2 separate regions of the Mus musculus genome follow, and region 2 is linked to region 1. Evidence: chromatin contacts called from public Hi-C data. All regions are on one chromosome and are shown on one strand. The core of a region is the stretch at or near the end of the contact, and the rest is flanking DNA. Distances in the headings are between cores, read along the strand shown.

Region 1 (7,259 bases), core at 1,250-3,749:
AGAGAGCGTGCTTTGCTTATTTTTATGAAGGCACCGAACATAACTAGCAGGATTTAAACTTGACTTTCCATACTCATTTGTGTTTACCCATAGCCTGCTCCATTTTTTCCCCAGGTTCTACACTAATGAAACGCTTATTTAGATGCTGGGGCCATCTGTGGCTGGTGCCTGCCGTGGGCACATCCCTTGCTCCTCATCTGCAGTTTGATGACATCTTGGAGCATGGGGAATTTCCCAGAATACCCCAGTCTTGGAGCCTAGTTGTGTGGGGAGTGAGAGTCAGAGAATAGAGGTCAGGCACCAGTGCTCCTCTGCTCCAAGGGGCTGGTCCTACTGCTCTGCCAGGAAATGTTGACAGCTGGCATGCATGTGGGCAGGCTCATCTACCAAGGGACACATTAGCTTGCGCAGGGGACAGAGGCATCAGTCTGGCATCATAGGTGTGGGTTCCACACACTAGTGACTCTGTGACTAGTGGCCCAGGCTGTCACTTCCTCCTGCCCCCACTCAACTTTCTCCATCCATACAGAGAACACCAACCCGTCTGGCTTCATCCACCCTATTTGGCTGCTTGCTCAGGTTTCTGTTCATTGGCCCATGTGATTTTTTAAACATCAGGTGGATTACATTCCTTTCAATTAATAAAGTTGGCACCAGGGCCTGCCTGTCACTATGGGTCCTTGTACACTCTCCTGATAAGTGTTCCCTTGCCCCCAGCATTGGCAGCCATGAGTCCCAAGACTTGTGTCTGTCCACAGCAATGACAGGCGAGAACAGCTGGCAGAGCACTTGTAGCCTTGCCCTTGGATGAGCCCTGTGGATGGCAAGCTCCCCACTCATGCTGTCCTTGCAGCAGCCTGACCCTCTGGGACCTCTACCCGAGCCACGCTTGACAAACAAGATGTTGCCGTTTCTGGCTATTTTTCTCTCCTCCCAGGTCCAGACTCGCTCTATGACAAAAATAAAATATCAAGTCCTTAACCACGCTTCAGTCACTGGACTCTGGTCTTTCTAAATGCCGTTCCTCGAGATTGTTTGATATGGGCTTTCTCTGTCGGTCATTCAACCTTCTTCATGGCTCAATGAGGGCCAGAATTCACCTGTGTTGTGCCTGGTGTTTTCCCATACCTGGCAAAGATAACTGTTTGTGGAGCAGACAAATTGCTTGCATAAGAGGAGACAGTCAAGCAAACAAACAAACAATAAAGCACAACATGAACAGTTGTTTTTATTTTCTAAGGCAAATATAAAGTTCTTTGGGAGGGTACCAAATGTCCAAGGGCAAGGCCCTGTGAAAATAGGACTGAGGTCTGGGAAGAAACAGCTCAACCACAGATCTTTAGGGCCACAGGACTAGCTACAATGTTCCTGTGTAGGTAGCAATGCTAAACACCAGCTGGAGGGCCAATGACTTGACTCCAGAGATAAGGATGCATGCTGTCAAGATCAGTATCAGCACTCGTACTGCATATAGGAAGGGGAGGAAGAAGAGGAGGAGGAAGCAGGAGAGAAGGAGGAGGAAGAGAAAGAGGAGGAAGAGGAAGAGGGGGAAGAGAAAGAGGAGGAATAGGAAGAGGAGGAAGAGGAAAAGGAAGGAGAGAAGGAGGGAGAGGAGGAAGAGGAGGGAGAGGAAGGAGAGAAGAGGAGGAAGAGGAGAAAGAGGAAGAGGGGAACATAAATCAAAAGGAATGAGAAAGTAAACTGGAGAAAACATTTTTTAAAAGAACAAAGAAATGGGAAAGAGGCATGGCACGGCTTGGCTTTCCAAATGTGACAGGCTGTAGAGTTGTCCAGGGTCACGCCTGGAGAGGCTCTCCTGAGAGGTGCTGGAGAGGGGGAAGGCCTCTGTCCCAGCTTCTAGTTATCACCCTCCTTCAGGCTTCCTTCAAAAGCACCCTGCTACCACAAACCTAAAATACCACTTCTCTATGAGGTGGGCTTGATGGTCAAAAGCTTCTTTGGAGTCCTCTCCACCCGGAAACAGGATCTCAAGTGATGCTGTTGGTCTTGTCCGACTCTGAGGAAGGGCATGGAAGGATTCGGAGGCCCAACAATTTACTGGCTGGTCTTCTGATTCAAGGGATTCTGCACTTCAAATTGCTTCAGTCCAAACTCTTTATGATTTTTCTGGGCTACTGGGAGGAGAGCGTATTGATTCTGTGTTTTGATAAGGTCAGCAATGATCAACTCTGACAGTCGGGTGGATGGTCTGTCCCCTTCCCCCTCCACTGGATATGGCTGCACATGCAGAAAAGGAGAGAGGGAAACAAAGGCGGTGGGGGGAGGAGTAGGCAATACCTTTTGTCTCCATGGTTCTGAAAACCTCTTTAAGCCCCATCAGCAAAAGTGGGCTCATCTGGGACTGCAGCCGAGGAGAAGCGTAAGGGCACACTTGATCTTTTCCGCGTGCGGGTTTCATTTCCCTTTCCCCTTGTGTGTTCCTGCCCTGCAGCTTACTCTCCTGATGGTGACTCATTTTCCTCCAAAGAACCAATTAAGTTCTTCGTAACATCAGCAGACTCGCGATGACACTGATTAACGTTCAGAACCTGTAGGACTGTCGAGATGGGGATGACGAGGAAAGCACAGAGAAGGCCCCTCTGAGGCTTCCCGCAGTTGATTTGAGCTTGATGAGAAAAGTGCTCAGATTTTTCTCGCTTAGCTATAGCCCAGGAGGGGATGCTGCCTGGAGCTGCCTCCCCAGAAAGAGACTGCCTCTCCCCGAGAATGCCAGGCAGTTTCCCAAAGCTGTTCTATCAGTCATGGGCTCACTCCCTGGAGGCTGTCAGGATTTGGATAGGAAGAGTCATCCCAGCCCTCAAGAGACTGGCCTGTTGACGATTTGATCCCCAGCTAGCGGTACTATTGGATGAAGAAGGCACTGACGTCATCATCGGGTTGAGCACTGACAAGTTTATGTTGAATGGGCTCTTGGGAGATGGGGCCCTATTAGAAGTAAGTCAGCGAGCATGCCTTTGAAGAATATGTTGTATGCCTGCCTTCAGCACAGAGCTTGAAAGATCACTGCGCTGAACTGCATCAAGCAGGAAGAGGAAGCATACCAAGGGTGTCCTTGGGACCCCTTCCTCTGATGCGCTCTTCCACATTTCTGCTCTAACACCGGCTTGAAAGCAATGGCGCATGGGCATTCCTTTTACCTTATTTATGTTGGATACTTTGTAACAGCAAAGAGAGGCTGATTAACACAGAGACCTCCCAGAAGATAGATAAATGTTGCCAAGTTTCTCTAGAAAGAAAACCTAGAACTTCCATCACATTCACCTTATGACTCGTACATAACCTAAGGGGAGTTATGAGTGTTCCACACAATCTTTTCAAAAGCCCCTTGGGGAAAATCAGTTTTCGGCAATGAATCCTCACTGAGTCTATTAACCTCATTATAGGGCAGGCCTGGTGCCAACACAATAAACTCAATGGTAATCTTGTAAATGTTTTGTTTCGTTTTGTTTTGTTTTGGCATTTTTGCCTTACTGGTCTTTTGATTGTTTTGGTTTTCATTTTTTGTGGTTTGTGGGGGTTTTATTGTTTCTTGGTTGTGTGTGTGTGTGTGTGTGTGTGTGTGTGTGTGTGTGTGTGTGTGTGTCTGTGTGTCTGTGTGTCTGTGTGTCTGTGTGTGTGTCTGTGTCTGTGTGTGTGTGTGTGTCTGTGTGTGTCTGTGTGTGTGTGTCTGTGTGTGTGTGTCTGTGTGTGTGTCTGTGTGTGTGCCTGTGTCTGTGTGTGTGTCTGTGTGTGTGTCTGTGTCTGTGTCTGTGTGTGTCTGTGTGTGTCTGTGTGTGTGTCTGTGTGTGTGTGTCTGTGTCTGTGTGTGTGTCTGTGTGTGTCTGTGTGTATGTGTGTGTGTCTGTGTGTATGTGTGTGTGTGTGTCTGTGTGTGTGTGTGTGTGTGTGTCTGTGTCTGTGTGTGTGTCTGTGTGTGTCTGTGTGTATGTGTGTGTGTGTGTGTGTGTCTGTGTCTGTGTGTGTGTGTGTCTGTGTGTGTCTGTGTGTGTGTGTGTGTGTGTGTCTGTGTGTGTGTGTCTGTGTGTGTGTGTGGTGCGCACGCCTGCATGAGTGTATGTGTTGCGTTGTTTCTCCTGAATTTGTTTTTGTTTTTGTTTTGTTTTGTTTTGAGAAAATGATTATAAAATTAAGTAGATAAGGAGGTGGGGAGAGTCTGGGAGAAATTGGGGCAGGAGGAAAAACATAACCAAAATACATTGTATGAAAAAAAAATTGAAGCCCCTTGCAATTCCTCAAGGATCCCAAATCACCTCCCATCTGGCAATTCCACTGAAGGTAACCTGAGACCCCAAGGCCTAGGAAAAAGACTAACGTCTTAAACAAATATATGTGACTTAGCCTAATGTTCCAGTGATCTGAAAACCTAGAAGACACCAAGCTGCCTGCCTAGCTATTTAATGGGCCTGCTAACCGATGAAAAGGGACATTAGTACCCACATCACAAGAAGCAAGTGTCCCTGTGTGGATGTCAGTTAGACACCAGCTGTATAACTCTGCTCAGATCCAAGTGTCATTGGATCTGAACCAGCCACAATGTATTCAAAGCCAATGACGGGCTTAGTTGAAAGGGCTCAAATCACACCATTAACCACAACAGATATCAAAGCTACCTCTGAGTGGAAGCCTAACTGCAGTGAAGAGTACTTCAGGCACAGAGTCTCATGGAACACACAGTCCTTCAGAGGACCTACATCTCCATCATTACAGATGAGTTTGATTTACACACCAGTAGAAAGGCAGCATAACTAAGGGCTCTCACAGACTAGTGAATCGGGTTTGATGAGCCCTCATTTACAAATGGTAGGAAAATCTCTGGCCTCCCTCTTTTAATGGTTTTCTTCTCTGAAAGATTGGTCTTATCGCCTTGAGTACTTGGATATCCTCCTCGTTGGCATGGATGGATAGATAGATAGATAGATAGATAGATAGATAGATAGATAGATAGATATAGATTCATTCTGCTCATCATGGTAATTCTGACAATATTGTTCTGATGCTTGTCAATGGTACTCATACTACCTTCTCTGACTCTGTGGTCATCCTGGCCCCTCTCCTCCTCCTAGCCTCCTAGAGCTTAGTCCCCTCAACCTCCAAACTATATCATAGAGTTGCCTGTACCACACACACAAAAAAAAAGCCACCATCTATTATAAAGAGTCCAGGCAAAATAGCGCTGCTTGAGCCCACTTGCCAACATTGCCAAACCTCAGCCCTTCTGAGTGGGAACCACCGAGATCTCCTCATTGTTCTGGCTGAAGCCTAATGTGGAGAAACCCAGGCTTTGAGAATTGGAAGCCTGCCCTTAACATCAGAGACTAGAACAGATCAAATGATCTGAGACTGAATCAAGGGACTGGAAAGCTAAAACCTTAACCTCAATTTCAGGATCACTTGGCCTGTCTGTCTGTCGGTCAGTCTATCTGTCCATTTGAATAACCTTGACTTATTATCAAAGTCCCTGATTAAAAAAATAAATAAATAAAAAATAAAACAGGAAAACTGGAACTGCAAAGAAGTCTTTATCTATGATATATTCACTTGAACTTCCTGACTGCTGGCTATTCCAGGAAGGCTATAACTTAGCCCTACATAATACCTCAGGCCTGACAAGCTCTCAGTGGATATGGGAAGGGGAGGGGGAGAGAAAGGAAGGGAAGGGAGAGAGAATGAGAGGGGAGGGGAGGGAAGGAAAGAGAAAGGGAGAGAAGGAAAGGAGGGGGGCATGGCTCTTTCACAATGTATTCCAAGCTGTTCTGATTAAAAGAGAACCACTATCAGTGCCTCTTTGTCCCCAGCAGAATAAAATCAAGCCAAGAATCATGTAGAATTATCAGGCGATCTACACTGATGGCCTCCCCTAAGCCTTGGGTATGCTCAGGTCCTCTAACCAGCCCAAGTTTCCCAGTACCTGGCACCCACACCCACCCTCCCAAACCCTTCTCCTCCTCTCATTCCTGCCCACAGCCAGTGCTGTCAAAAGCATTTCCAGGGGGCTGCTGCCTGTACCCAGAAGTCTCAGCGCAAGCTCAGGTACCGAAACAGCTCATCTCAAGACCCCTTGGGTGTGTGAACACCTCCTCATTGACCTTAGCCACCAGTAACCTGTCAAATAGTTATTTAGCAAATATCTTCCAGGCCCCCCAAATTAGACAAAGAACCAGAAATTAGCCAACAGGCACAAACATCACACTTGTGGGCCCCAGCTTCATTACTTTAAAATAGCAACTCCAGGCAGAACAGTCTGTGAGGTACAGCAGGTTAGGAAAGCCAGAGGATCAGCACGTCCGTTCCAAGTGGGCTCATTGGGGTAACGGATCCAGAGACTAAAAACATTTCTCTATCCGTTTACTGTTCAGCTTGTATTTAAAGGGAAAGCCCCCACATGGAATAGAGAGTGCTTGGGTTGTTTTAAGGGAATCTTCCTTTCTGTGACACCACGAGCCTGCTCTCCATTTTTCCAAGCTCCAGAGAGAAACTCCGCTTGCCAACACTTGAGTGATTTCACCTCTAGCGTTGCCATGGTGATGCACATCCCTGCACAGACTGGAGAAAAGGTGCAGCTCCAAGTGACGATGAATATGAATGAAGCCCAGCATTCTCCCCAGGGTGAGGATGGGCTCTCCTAGAGGAGCTTGGTTGCACAGAGGCCTGGCTCCACACGGCCTCTGCCCTCAGATAACCTGAGGCAGATCTCCCCTACTTAGGACAGAAGCTTTAGCTGGCAGAAGTTCCAAGGACCCATGAGGGAAGGGACCAGCTGTCCAGGAAGAATTCACAGAGCATCTATAATAAGGCAAGCTGTAAACAGCATGCTGTCCTGGACTATAGAGGGTCACCATGGTACCCTGGGTTTAGGAGTCGTTGGTCTTTCTCCCACCTTGACCCATCTATAGTCTGCCATTACATTGCTGAAATACAGCTATAAATCAAGAGCCCAATGTGATCATTCCTCTAGAATCTAAGACTGAACCCTGCTCCCTGGTGAGTTCTCCAGCAGAAGGTAGGATCTACTGCATAGATCCTTCCTTTATTTGCTCTCGGATAAGAGTTGCCATAAAGTCTCTGAGTGGGCACCTGCTATGTGCCAGAGACAAGGTACATTGCATGTGCCCCCATAGTTAAGTGACTCCACACACCAGGAATCAGCATCTTCATTTCTGGAAAAAAAAAAAACCTGGGGGGGGGGGCTAGAAGAGGTTACCCAACTCAGCCAACTTACAGAGCAAGCTGGTGATAGA
Region 2 (7,259 bases), core at 2,116-4,615, 280 kb before region 1:
CTCTTTGAGGTCTCAGAGAGAAACGACTACTCTAGAGCAACATGTCAGTAAGTCTGGGGAGAAGCAGGTTTCACCAAGAAACCCAAGGTTTGACTTCTCATCCACAGCCCTCTGCCTATTGTGTGACCTCGTTTATCCTTTAGCCTCTTGGTCTACAAAGAAAAATTATCTGGTGTATAGCCAAGTTATTAATAATCTGCACATGTGTCATCATAGCCAGTTTTAACATCTTAGTGCAATTTCTGGTTGGGGCATTACTATTGATGCCTAATCTAAGTTATTTCTACAGATTTTCATCTTAGTCTCATTTATCCCATCGTCCTTTATTTGCTCTATTTTAGAAAGAGGGCTAGGTTTGATTTTTGAAAGAATAGCATAAAAACTTCTTGGGCTGATTGTAAAATAAGGAGTCTATGAGTCCCTAGATTAGGAAGTGTATTTCTTTATATCAATACAGACACAGTGAGAACAAGTCACATTAGACATGCTTATTGGTGTTACAACCTTGATAGAGACCCAAGGAGACACATCGATGCACTGTCTGCTCATTCAAGTAAGGGCTTTGATGGAGTTTCCTATAATGCTCTAAATAGATTACAGAGATATGGACCTCATGATAATATCATTCCGTGGATTTATAACTGGTTGAGTAAATTTAGAGATGATGATTAATGGTTATACGATCTAGAGGAAGCCCTGTACAATGAAGGATTTTGACCTCAGTCTGATACTCTGTATATGTGTGTTATGTGTGTGTTTTTACGTATGATCATGTTCCTATCAGTATGTTATGTGTGTGTTTGTGAATATGTTCATGTGCGTGCATGTGTTTATGGATTTATGTGCACATGCATGCACATGTATGTATGGTCCATAGATCAATATCAAGTGTCTTCCTCAACCATTCTCTACCTCACTTTTTGAGACAGGGTCTCTCTCTGAACCTGGAGTGTTCCAGCTTGCCGAGCCTGGCTGGCCAGTGAATGCATGGATTCTCCTCTTTTAGCTTCCCCTTGCTGCTATTCCTAGACTCTTAGGTGGGTCCTTGGAACGCAAACCCGGATCATCAGTAATGTGCAGCAAACACTTTATTGACTAAACCATCTCTCTAGCACTTCCAAAGTATTACCTTCTCGGTGCATGGAGCTTACCTGAAAGCTAAGAGGAAAAACTAGAGAGTCAAATGGCAGAATCATTTCCCACAAACAGTCTTGAGTATTGGCTCATCCTGACTGGATAAAGTGGTCTAGTCAGAGGGGTTAAGTGTCACATTGTCAGCAAAGTAGTCACATAGAGCACAAACAAGACAAGGCATGCCTTGATAGGAATTCAGGAGGAAAAGACCCCAGGCTGTGACTAGATGTTAGCTCAGCTTCACTCAGCAGTAAGGAACAGTGACCAAAAAGTTACTTTAGTTACTTTCCAGTGGAAGCCATTTTTTTCTTTTTGTGCATGTGGTGTTAAAGGAAGTACTTGGCCAGTTGTAAAGGAGCATCGGCAAAGGAAGAAAAGGAAGAAGGAGCTGAGACCATCCGTGCTAATTATATTACAGACGATGGCACAGGATGTACATGGTGAGCACTGTCTCTAGATATCTGACCAACGCGAAAGAGGAAACCATATTTAGTCGTATGATAACATGACAAGATGTTAACATTGACTCATTTTGTTCATTTTTATTTAACAATTCCATTCTGCGAGGGTTCCTCTTGATTGGGATTATCTAGGAAAGAAACAGAGAATTTCCCACCCTCCTGGAGACATCCTATCTTCATTCATCTACTGACTCGTTTGGCGAATTTATTGAGAGTCTAGGCATGTTCAGCTCTGAGCTGAGTTCTAAGGCTTGAGTGGCAAGCCAAGCACATATAGTCTCTGCTCTGCTCTTCTACCTAAGAAAGCAAAGTAAACACAGTAGGAAAAGAGTGAGAGTAGGAAACAGAGGTTTGTGACAGAAGATAATGGGATGGATGGAGGAGGGGTTATGGTTAAATAACACACTCATAAAAGAAGGACATAGTAAAGCAAAACCGACAAACTGGGAAGTCAGCCAAGGTACCTCCTAGCTACCTGCCACATTTTCACTTCTTTGTTTCTTTTAAGGACACAATGTACCCAGCACACCCTAGTGAGTCTTTCTAAAGCACACATAGTCCAGGCTTCTTGGGTTCAAGGGTTAGCCAGTGTGACAGTGTTCTATGAAGTGGAAATTTCTGGTTGTGTCATGTGATGTTTGGCTGAAGAAGACTCGTGTGTTTTGATGAAGCATACCTGTGAGCTGACAGGTGGAGCTGATATTTGGAGAGTGTATAAGTAAGACCCAGCAGACAGTGATGGGTGCTTGTATTGCTAGCCGTGCAAAGCTTGGCTGGTCCCATGTCTATGCATATCTTCACTTTGTAGCGAGAGGCACCGCAGAGAACTTCTGGCATTTTGGCTGAGTCTGACCACTTCCTCGGGCTTGTGCCAATTTCATGGAGGCCTGGCTATTTCTCCTGGATCATGCCACTGCCCTGCACTTTTTCACCAGGTTATAGTTAGCTGTTTATTCTACAGTCCAGGACCTCCTGCCAGAGGAGTGGTACCACCCACAGCAGACAAAATCCTGCCATGTTGATCAATAATCAAGATAATCCTTCACAGACATGCCCATGGGCCAGTCTGATCTATACATATCCTCAATCAAGGCTTACCTCACAGATTTCTCTAGGCTTTATCAAGTTGCTAGTTTAAAGTAGTATACCACCTGTCTCCACTCCCTCACCCAGCCCTGGCATTATAGATGCATGATGTTATGCCTGTCTTTTGTGGGAGCGCTGGGGCTCTGAGCTGAGGCACTTCATGGTTTGCACAGCAAGTATTTTACCTACTGAGCCATCTCCTTGGCACCAGGACTGTCTTTCAATGTCTTCTTTGAACTCCATTTTTTCTTGCTTAAATGAAGAGTAAGATGGCTGGGATCATGGCAACTTTCTTGTAACCATGAAAGAAAACCAAAGGCAGCCTTAAGGACTTTATCCCTCTTGTTTTGAGGCAATGATGAAGTAGACCCTTTATAGACTTCTAACCAAATAACCAAAGTACAAACAAGTATATATGGAAGTCACAATTGTTAGGATATTCTATTATTCATAGTCAAATGAAGTCCCTCATTTATTTCCCAGCCAAGCAATGCCCACAGGAAAAAAAATAACATTTGAGGCTGAAGAAATCTTCTGTCTGAACACCTGAAGGCTGCCATAGTTTGGTGTGTTTATGAATAGAATAGCAGGTATGGCAGGAGTGTGGCAGGCAGAGAGGGAAGTGAGGATCAAAGGTTAGAGACATAGGAAGACATGAGCCGACAGACAAAGATTTACAGGTTGGGCCAAAAACTGCGATTTTATTATAAAGGTGAGCAGACAACATTGGATGGCCACCGAATGTTCCATAGCAATGACCTGCTTACCAAGCGATTGAGGAAAGGCGTAGCAGTAGCAGGACCAGAAGCAGGGAGACAAGCTGGAGCCACCACACTTACACTGGAGAGAGAAAACATTGACTCGGACTGAAGTAAAGGCAGCTGTGGAGGGGAAATGGCGCTGAAATGACAGTCAGGGAACAAGTAAGCAAACATAAAGGATAGCAGACACTACATGAAGAATGCAGCCAGCTCTTGTTAATCACGGGAATCAAGCCACTTATTGCCACAGGCCAGGTCAGTGCAATAATATTAGCTGTAGCATCTCACATGTGTGGCTTCAATGTTTTACAGATATTGTCGCATTAATCCCCATAATAGCGCGTAGGGGAGACACTGTTATTATCTTCATCTTACAAATGAGCAAACCAAGTCATAATCAGATTAGATAGCTTGCTCAAGGACAATGCTGTTAGGAAGCTAGTTGGAAGCCAGGGGCTGCCTGGTTCTCTGACTGAAGCCATCGGGGACTCAGAGACCATTCTTGGACTATTTTCTACTCTATAGATGTTTATTATAACACATAGAAATTCTCCCACACCATTGCCATACTTGGGCATATTTACTGAGCCTTTTGTGGGTATCAATCTTTTCACATTTCATTTACTCACTCTACAAATAACTGAAGGACAGGGAGGTCACGTAACTCACGCTGAGTGTCTGACTAACCACTGTACTTCACTGTCTCTTCCAGAGGAGTCTGTTCCTCAGGACAGACTGAAGGAACCTTGGCTACCCTACACAACCTGTCATTTCAATAGAGGGGAGGATCCTAAGAACTCCTGCTTCTTGGACTCAGAACTCTCTGCCAGCTTACACCTTGGGACCAAGTGGTGACAAGCACATTGGAATTGGCAGATTATTTTGGCCAAATGTAAAGTCACTAAATGCTTGGTGCTCAATAGGCACCAAGCCATACAGCAAGATGGATTCAGTTCATGAATCAGTTCTATCTCCCTCTAGGACTCCTCTTTTATACCTCACAGAGCATGTCCTCTTAGAGGCTGACCCTAATAGCCTTGGCTAAAGAAAAGCTCCCTCCCTTTTGTCACTCACAATTCTGTCATCTCACTCCCCTCCGCCCCTGGGTTTAACACTTATCAGTCCCAAACAGTATCAATTATTTATCATTGACGTGTGTGTTGTCTCTCTCTGCCCCTGGGATGTAAGTTCTGTGTCTCTGGTTCCTGGTTGGCTGGCACATAGTAGGCATTCAATGAATATTTAATGAAAGAATCATTAGACACTATTTAACTTGATTTCAGTTTTCACTGGCATCTGGGAAAAAAAACCCTTCCCAGCCCTAAGCACTACATGGGTCTCTCTTCAACTGAAGCATAGGAGTTGGCAGAATCAGGACAGATATCTAACCTGAGAAGATGACAATGGAAAATAGCAGTGAGATTAGTGCAGTGGGCCAGTGCTGGTGACTTTAGAAGGAACCCCTCAAATTGTGGTTGTCTTTCTGTTTCCGTGGGAGAGCGAGTCACAACATGACGGACTGCAGAAGCAACTGAGCTTAAGATTCTTACTACAGCAGAAGACACCAGGAAAGGAACAGTTATGGGAAGGGCCTCAGGATAGGGCAATGAGGAGGACATCAAGTCCAGGGATGAACCAGGTAGCCTCAGACAGTGACATCAGACACATAACGAAGGTGCCGAGTCTTCATTACCCTGCCCGTCTTGTCAGCAGGAGGGCTGGAGGGTCCCCAAGAGCCATGTGTCCAGATGGACCATACCAGGAGAAACGCCATGTGTAGCTAGTTCTTTGGAGGTGCCTGTGACCCAGTGGGTAACAGTTCTATTCCTTTTCTAGAAATTAAAATAAATAAGCAAGAGAAGCAATCTGGAGGCTTCCCGATACAGATGAGGGAACCATCCGTTGCTCAGTTTTGTCTTCCTAGAAAGGGCAGATGCCAAACATGATCTTCCCCTGTTCTGCTGGTACATTATTTTCCCCCTTCTTTGCAGGCTGGCTTTTCTCGGCTGTCTTTTTGAATACCTCGAGCAGAACACCCCTGTCTTGTTAATGACTTCAAAGATACCAGGTCCACTGTGCAGCGAGTGATAAAAATGTACACAGCATGTGTTGGATAAATTAATAAACTCTCTGGAGCCTACGAGTCCTCAGGCCCAGCAGCACCGTAATGAAATGTTATTCTGAAGTGGAGGAGGTGGGAAGGAGAAGGGGAGCAGTATTTAATATATGCAAATTAACTAGTATGCAAATTGTCACTAAGTTAAAAATAACGGACTGCGAGAGGAGCCCATTTTTTAAGCAGCTTGTTTATTCATTAGCCTAATTTCCATTATCAATCCTTCTGTTTTCTTCTTTATTAAGTACTCACATTTGGGGAAGTTTGCTTCCTACAAATTGTGTTTTACTCCAAAAACCCATAACAATGCTTAAAACAATCACCATATATTAGCTTCTCTCTGTCTCCTTGATTTTGCCCTTAGCGAGCATCCTTTCTTTTCTTCCTGTTGCTTACCTCTCCTGGTCTTCCCTATCTCGGTTCTCCGGGACCTTTTGTTTCATTGCTGAAGGCGGCTCCTACACGGCAAGGGGCGAAGTGAGGAGAAGCCGCTTGCCTTAAAAGATCTTATTCTAAGGACCCCTTCTCCCAGGCGCTCACCTGGATAGGGTGGACGTTGCCACGCAAAAAGCAGCCCAGTTTGTTTTGTAGACCACCAGCATCCCCTGGCTAAGTAACAGAACAGCCAGAAAAATGCTCATCCCGATTCGGGTCTGTATATGGCCTCCTCAGCTTGAGACAGACCTTATATACAATGTTAAGACAAATTGGCATCCAAAATCCAACTCTTTTGTCTCAAGGAGCCGAGCCGCCACCTCGCTATGTGCAAGCTCTGGTGCCCCCTCGAGGCCAAGAACGGAACAGACCGTGGAGAGTCCTGGCAGATGCTGAAGTAGGCAGGAGGGTTCACACAAAGCCTTTGGTTGAAGCTTTCAGAAAGCAGGCTCCTTGAAAGAGGGGGCGCCTGTGAGCAGCTGTGGAGGGGGACTTATGGGTTTAGCCTTCCCTAAAGCTGCAAGGCTGAAAGGTTGGTTATTGTTTCAGCTGTTGTCATTTTGCACGTGGTTTTTAATCACATTGTTAATTTGGGCAGTAAAATAGGGTTTTCCAGGTTTTTCTCTGAACGTGCTGCTAGATAGCATCTGTACAGGCTCTGTGCCCCTGGCATGTGCATCTTAGATGTTGAAAGGCACACATTGAGGCTCAGGATTCTCATGCCCTTGGAGTCCTGTGGCCAAGCTACCCTGGGAACCCAAGGCTGGTCACCCCAGGATCCCCACTGCATACCTGAATATGCCAAATGATTTCACAGTGACCACAAATTCCCAGAGCAGATAATTCCAGCTACAGCGGTCACTGGTGTTTATAACCTCCCAAGAGACATACTATGTCAGAGGGGGGAAGCTATGGTTTTCATCTCTTCACTCGGGGTCTGAGCTTTGGTCAGCTCCCCTACCCCCACAGGCACACACACTAAAGTACCCATTACTCAAGGGCAATGGCATCAAATGTAAAGGGTCACACTTAGGCAGCTGCCAGAGATCAGCTGCAGACAGGAGGTGGCTAGGGACTGAATTTACATCAGCTTCTGAGCCTCTAGTCCAGACAGCAATCTCCCAAAGCTCTTAAAAAAATGGTGTCAAATGGCCAAAGACCTTCAAGAGACAATGGCATCAGAAATGGTCTCTGACACTAAATGCTGAGGGGAACCAGAAAGATAAATCATTATCATTTAAGCTCTGCGCGTTTTTTTAGACATAG

The links. A called contact is a pair of places that touch in the nucleus more often than the background predicts.
Region 2: a contact with region 1 is called in a Hi-C map of the N1E-115 cell line, with 1.7 times the contacts expected there. The contact joins two enhancer-like sites. A contact is called at or near these places in 1 of 39 promoter capture datasets (hippocampal neurons) and 4 of 484 Hi-C or Micro-C datasets (the HL-1 cell line, the N1E-115 cell line, cerebellum and 1 more).

The regions. Positions count from the first base shown.
Region 1 is chr9:101,406,676-101,413,934 of GRCm38.p6, reverse strand. No RefSeq gene overlaps it. Among named protein-coding and RNA genes, the nearest start is that of Gm24638, 17 kb to the right of the region's middle. Within about 2 kb of position 2,499, at least 11 of the 459 cell types and tissues checked have an H3K27ac peak or open chromatin away from gene starts, as enhancers often do. A contact at or near this core is called in the N1E-115 cell line, where this site is marked.
Region 2 is chr9:101,689,442-101,696,700 of GRCm38.p6, reverse strand. No RefSeq gene overlaps it. Among named protein-coding and RNA genes, the nearest start is that of Gm31326, 290 kb to the left of the region's middle. Within about 2 kb of position 3,365, at least 2 of the 459 cell types and tissues checked have an H3K27ac peak or open chromatin away from gene starts, as enhancers often do. A contact at or near this core is called in the N1E-115 cell line, where this site is marked.